Linked DNA regions of Triticum aestivum: region 1 is linked to region 2. The links are chromatin contacts, called in public Hi-C maps. All regions are on one chromosome and are shown on one strand. The core of a region is the stretch at or near the end of the contact, and the rest is flanking DNA. Distances in the headings are between cores, read along the strand shown. Region 1 has its middle 47 kb from the start of LOC123139431. Region 2 holds the start of LOC123138187.

The links. Hi-C and Micro-C count contacts between places; a contact is called where the count stands out from the background.
Region 1: a Hi-C map of an unstated tissue shows a contact between it and region 2, with 7 times the contacts expected there. The contact joins the enhancer-like site here to the promoter of LOC123138187 in region 2. A contact is called at or near these places in 3 of 5 Hi-C or Micro-C datasets (leaf and an unstated tissue).

The regions. Positions count from the first base shown.
Region 1 is chr6B:588,394,669-588,397,929 of IWGSC CS RefSeq v2.1, reverse strand. No RefSeq gene overlaps it. Among protein-coding and RNA genes, the nearest start is that of LOC123139431, 47 kb to the right of the region's middle. Within about 2 kb of position 1,584, at least 6 of the 8 cell types and tissues checked have an H3K27ac peak or open chromatin away from gene starts, as enhancers often do. A contact at or near this core is called in leaf, where this site is marked.
Region 2 is chr6B:588,010,799-588,013,687 of IWGSC CS RefSeq v2.1, reverse strand. It overlaps LOC123138187, which reads left to right and starts at 1,588. Exons shown (of 1, transcript XM_044558109.1): 1 at 1,588-2,270. The coding sequence starts at 1,638. The coding sequence ends at 2,129.

The DNA.
Region 1 (3,261 bases), core at 335-2,834, 380 kb before region 2:
GGGTCTCGACGTCGTCCGCCTCAGAGGCTTGGCCCTTCGTGAGGGTCTTGCGGTGTTTGGTGCTGAAGCTGGGCCATACCAGGTCGTCGATGAAGCCACGTGGTGGGCCGCAGGCAGGCAGGACTGGATACCCACAAGTCCAGGACGCCGACAGGTGGGGGGGGGGGGTCGGTGTGGCTCAGCTACTCATCTCCGTATGGTACGTGTGACGGCGGGCGGCGGTGCCCACTGAGATCTCCGGCCTGCTATAGGGAACCTGCGGTGGCGCGGTCCTTGGGTTATTTTTGCTCTAAGATGGTGTTCTGCCGGTTGCCTGCCCTCATGGGTCTGGCCATTCACGAGTTCCGGAATGCTCCGCTAAAGATCTTCATTGGGTGCTTGACACTTGTAGATTGTTGGATCGGGTAGGATTCGGTCGTGTGCGCCCCTATTTCAGCCCGAGTGGCTTGAGTAGGGTGTGACATGAAGTTTCGGTATCTGTTGACATTATGAGACACGTCATGGTGGCTGAGGTCTAAGGCCTTGTAACAGCGGATCGAGACTTCGTGGCGATGGTGACTTTGCTTGGTGATTCATGACTCATAGAAGCAGCATCGGCAAATGAAGGCGGGAGCACAGGCAAAGTACAGAGTCTTAGCTTTCAAGGTGAAAACCCCAAGGTATGACCTTAATTGATTGTCCCTGACCTTATTGAAGGCATTGTTTTCATAAACAAAACTTTGCCGCAGAGCAAATTGAGAGGGTGCTTGGATACGTTTTAGTCCCACGACTAAAAATAATGGGACTAAAACTTGCTAGCCTCATCCATGCTTGGATACAAATACTAAATAGACTAAAATCGAGTTAATGAGCATTTATTATCCTCCAAACCATTCAATCCAGAACTCACATGTGTTAAAGGAGAGGAGTTAAATGAGGAGAGAGAGGACTAATCCACATTTTAGTAAGGTTCCCCTGACTAAATTTTTTTAGTCTCAAGACTAGTTCTAGCCTCGCTTTAGTCAGGGATGATTGGAAGTTTAGCCTCTAAAAAAGACTAGTTTTTGTCAGACTAAAAATAGTCCCTTAGATCCAAGCATGCTCTGAACGAAAGAGGTCGAAATCACCGCATCAAATGGGCAATCAACCTTTTTTGAGGTAGTTGTGCACGAAAACCACCTCCGCAACGAAATGCGTCGGTTTGTATGTCCGTCTGGGACCGGTCAGGGTTTAAGTAGGCCGTCTCCGTCAAATCTAGCGCCCGCCCTCCAAATCAAGGCCGATGCGGAGTCGCGCTTGCTGGCGTCACGAGGTAGTTAGTTTGCTAATCGGAGTCGTCGTAGTGTCATCCTGGATTGCCTCGCAACCGACGTGTTGAATACGGTGACGGTGAGCACGGCCGCGCAGCTGTTGCGTCCGTAGCTAATAACTCGAAGGGACTCGAACTCGGTCGTCGTTAACAAACAGGCGACGGACTTGATTAAGGAGGTCCCTTTGATGCGACTCCCAAAACGAAAGGAAAGCAACGCGAGGCATTTGCCACCGGTGTACAAAGCCCATTTCGGTACTGTTCCCGCTTGGGCCATACCGCCGCTTCCTCTTGCCACCGTGGTGGGGGGACATCCTATACGACGCATTCTGCGTCAAACGCGAAACTCGACGCACACTAGTGACGCATGACTGGGCCGGCCCGTCAACGCGAAAACCATTTATGCTTGCTGTATCGTGCGCAACCTAAAAAACCCGGAAAAACAAATACGCCATGCTGGGATTCGATTCCGCGACTACCCAAACACCACAGAGCGAACAGCGACCACCAAGCCACTCAACCACAAAGGTGCTACTGTCTATTTAAGCGCGGAAATATATAACAACAGCCAGCAGGGTTGAGATTTTAGGAAAAAACATTTTAGAAAAAATCTTGAAAATTTTGAACAATATCGAAATGTTCTTGTAAATTTTCTGAAACATAAACATTTTATGAATGACATTCTGAACATATTTTGATAAAGAGAACATTTTCTTAAAACCTGAACAAAGTAAAGATTTGAAAACGAGAACATTTTTTTTGAACTCAATGAAACTTTTTTAAAACACAACATTTTTTGAAATTGTGAACAAAATTTAATAAACAAGAACATTTTTTGAAATTCCTGAAAGAGTTTTTGAAACACGAACATTTTTTGAAATTGTGATTTTTTTAAAACGGTAACATTTTATGAAATTCCAAAACATTTTTTCAAATATTTGAAACCGAGAACATTTTTTTGGATTTACTGAACATTTTTCAAACACATTTTTTCAAATTGTGAACAAAATTTAAAGCAAGAACATTTTTTGATATTCCTCAAAGACTTTTCAAACACTAACATTTTTTGAAATTCTGAACAAAATTTGAAAATAGGAACATTTTATGAAATTCCTGAACATTTTCTCAAAACCTAAACGTAAAAAATATTTGAAAATGAGAACACAATTTTTAATTGACTGAACATTTTTATAACACGAATATTTTTTGAAATTTTGAATAAAATTTAAAACAAGAACGTTTTTCAAATTCCTCAAAGATTTTTTTAAAATTGAACATTTTTTGAAATTGTGAACAAAATTTGAAAATGGGAACTCTTTATGAAATTGAGAGTAAATCTGTAAAACAAGAACATGTTATAAAATTCCGAATAAATATTTGAAATTCTCAAACAAAAGAAACTTGAAAAAAGAAAAAACGAAAGAGCAAAGAAAAAAAGAAAACAGTAAAAGGAAAGAAAATATCTGAACAAAAAAAGAGAAAGAAAAAGAAATAGAAAAAGAAAAGAAACAAAAATGTAAAAAAGAGGAAATAGAAAAACCGGTTCAAGAACCTCCTAGAAGGTTCCCAAAACCATAAAAAACCGGCTGGGAACCACCTAGAAGGTTCCCAAAACCGGATTCGCACAATCGTTTGAACGGGCCGGTCCATCCCAACCCTGGTCGATCTGCCCCTGTGCGTCACGTCGACTGTTTGCCGCAACGAGCGGCAAAGAGGAATTTCCGTGTGAACAAAGCCGATTTCGGCGTTGTTCCCGCTTGGGCCATACCGCCGCTTCCCCAAAGATGGGGTGGGTTGAGAGCACGTCACTTGGAGCGCTCTGGACGCTTTCTTTCGATTTTTTATTTATTTTTCTGCACATGTTTTCTGTTTTTAGATGATTTTTTTGACTTGTCAATTTTTCACCGGTTTTACTTAGCTTTTCGACAAAAAAAATTATGATTTTTTATGTGAAAAAGCCTGTTTTTTCCGCG
Region 2 (2,889 bases), core at 339-2,838:
TCGTTTTTTTCCTGATTCCGACCAAATATATAAAAGAAAATATCAACAACTATAATATTTGGAAAATAAATTATGAAAATATATAGTTTTTGTGAGAAATTATGAAAACATACCTAATGGTGGATATGTTGATATTGATATTATTTATCTTGATATTTGTGTATATATACTTGGTGAAATGTGGATAACATCGACTTTTTGCCTGAATTTATATGCCATCTATTTGGAACGGAGGTAGTAGCTATATTCTCAAGTATGCAAGTCAATTCTTTTTCTTCAGAATATTTTTTTTGTTTGCGCGCCCGCAGTCCATGTTTATCCCATGCTTGCGGATTCTCGTTGAACAACATTTGTTTAGTGAGTATTGACATCACCCGTTGCATTATAGAGTACATTTGTATGGCGTGTCGTACGTGCGTTAGTCATCTGAATTCCAGGTTCAGTGCATGCATCTGCTTTATAGCATGGCGTCAGGAATGGATGGGGACTGTGTGTAGATCAGTACGTAGATGATAGATCCGATACGGCTCAAAGTACATGTGTCGATGTATACAGAGCCATAGCGCTGTGGCTGATTTAACAAATTTGGCCGGTTTTAGCTTGTGCGTGAGGTTCTCCTCGCGCCTGGGTGACCGTGACATGCTGCGACCGGCCGTGAGTTCATTTCAGGAGCAGTAGTAATTAATTAACTGCGTAGATAAAAGTGTGCAAGCTAGTGCCGTTTCGACCGTGCGACGACCGTCTTCTCCTGACTCTCCAGTGAATTCAACTGTTAGTTTTTTTTCTTTTTTTGCCGGGAAAATTCAACTGTTAGCTAGTACCTGTAACCGGAGGAAAAAGTGTTATCTAGCCGTGGAATTCTGTGAGACATGCATGTTAGATCAAGCCTCCGTTGATCCGCAGAAATTCCACAGAGAACAGTCCAATGAACAGCTGAACCAAAAACATTAATCTGCCGCGCGCATGCAGAGAGGGAAATTAAGGCGAACGAACGTGTGCAACATGGCGTACGGCAGAGTCCGTCCTACTCGACCGGAAAGGCACCGGACGGAGCACCAACCAGGCAGAATCGTCCGACCAATATAGACCGGCCGGCCGGTCGCATCGCACGCCCCATTTCGCAACGCCCGTCCAACTGTTTCTGAATCAGCTCGGTACCATCGGAGGCAAAGGATGGAAAAAAAAACTCTATCTGTATCACTTTTTTTTTTGCGAGCCTATTTGTATCACCTTGATGTAGATAAGAACGCCTCTGAAATGCGCATCTAGATAGACGATAGGGTTAAGTTAATTTCAAAAAAAAAATGCCGCCGAAACGATAACGTAGGCTAACGATGCCGCCGCTGATTGCATAGGTGGTCAGAACAACCACGACTCTGCAAGTCTGAGCTAAAATAAAGCTAATCAATTCAGCAGCCCTCGCAAAAAAATAAAAGAAAAAAAAGGTCAGCTTCAGCGGCACTGCTCAGCCAAACTGCTGGTGCTAGAAAATGAAGTGGTGCTACTGTAGATTCTTCAGGTCAATTCCTGCCTGGTTTGCTATAAATGCACACGTCAAACTGACCCCCCTCGGCAAGTTCGCGGACACACGCCGCTAGCCCGCTTGCTATAATTCCTAGACTAGACGCCTCCCGGCGATGTACTCCTGCAACGACCGAGACCGCTCGGCTACGGCGGCGCGTATCATGGAGTCCAGCGCCAAGTACCAGCCATGCAACACGGCGGCAACGCGGACGGCCGGCGGCCAGGTCCCCTCGGACGCGCAGCCGTCCCCGCGGCGCGCCAGGAGGAAGCACCCGGCGTCGGCGTCGCGCCGGTCGTCCACCACCGTGGTGGCGACCGACGTGTCCAACTTCCGCGCCATGGTGCAGGAGCTCACCGGCTTCCCGCCGGCCGCCATCTTCCGGCCGCTGCCTCGCCGGGCCCACGCCGCCGGCCACTCGCTGACCGCCGCCGCGCATGGCTGCGGCGGTGCGCTGCAGGGCCACCGTTCGGACGCGGCAACCACTGCCGGCAGCGTCCCGGCCGTGGCGCACCCGCCGCAGTGCGCACCGCTGGGTGTGTTTGACGGGCTGCCCGACCTCGGGTCGCCGGAGTTCGACACGTGGCCTGACTTGTCCTTCGAATGATAATACAACAGTCCTGGTCGCTAGATTGTTATAATCAAGGGTGACTTGGTAATTTCCTTCTGCTCATGTTTATGTTTGCGTTTGGCAAGTCCTTTTCAAAAACAAAAGGACGTCATTTGTACAGCACACAAGTTTATAGTACATGGCTAAAGTAAAGGGCTTAGCTTTTTCATCAGAAGAAATACATTCCGCCTTTTTGCTATATCTGACAAACATCAAGGAATACATTGAAAGACTCAAACCAAGAAAAGAGAATACATCATGGTATCCAATGTCTTTCAACCCTATCTTCTAGGCCCTGTTTGTTTGGCCTTTTACTTTTACTTTTACGGCTTTTCCATTTTGATAAAAAAAGCCGCATAAGCTCCTAAATAGGGTTTTATGTTTCGGCTATTGGCTTATGAATAATATTCTTATATGATGGTATAAGCCAAAAGCCGAAGCAAAAAACACCTATTTATGAGTTTTCTTTTGACTTTTTGTCAAAGTGAAAAAACTGTAAAAACAGAAGTACAAGCCCAATTAAACAAGACTTTAGCCAACCCACATGAAGAATCCCGTCTACCTCACCGACAGAGAAATTGTAGTCGGAAAGGAGCGGTTGCAAAGACCGAATCATAATCCTAGAAACTACACACACCATTATGGGATATAGGAGCCGCAATAAAAACCTACCGCAAGAGCAAGACATAACACACACTTGAAGAACGTCGACCGGGGCGCGCCTAGTGAACGCAAAGATTTGTTGCAGAACAACCAA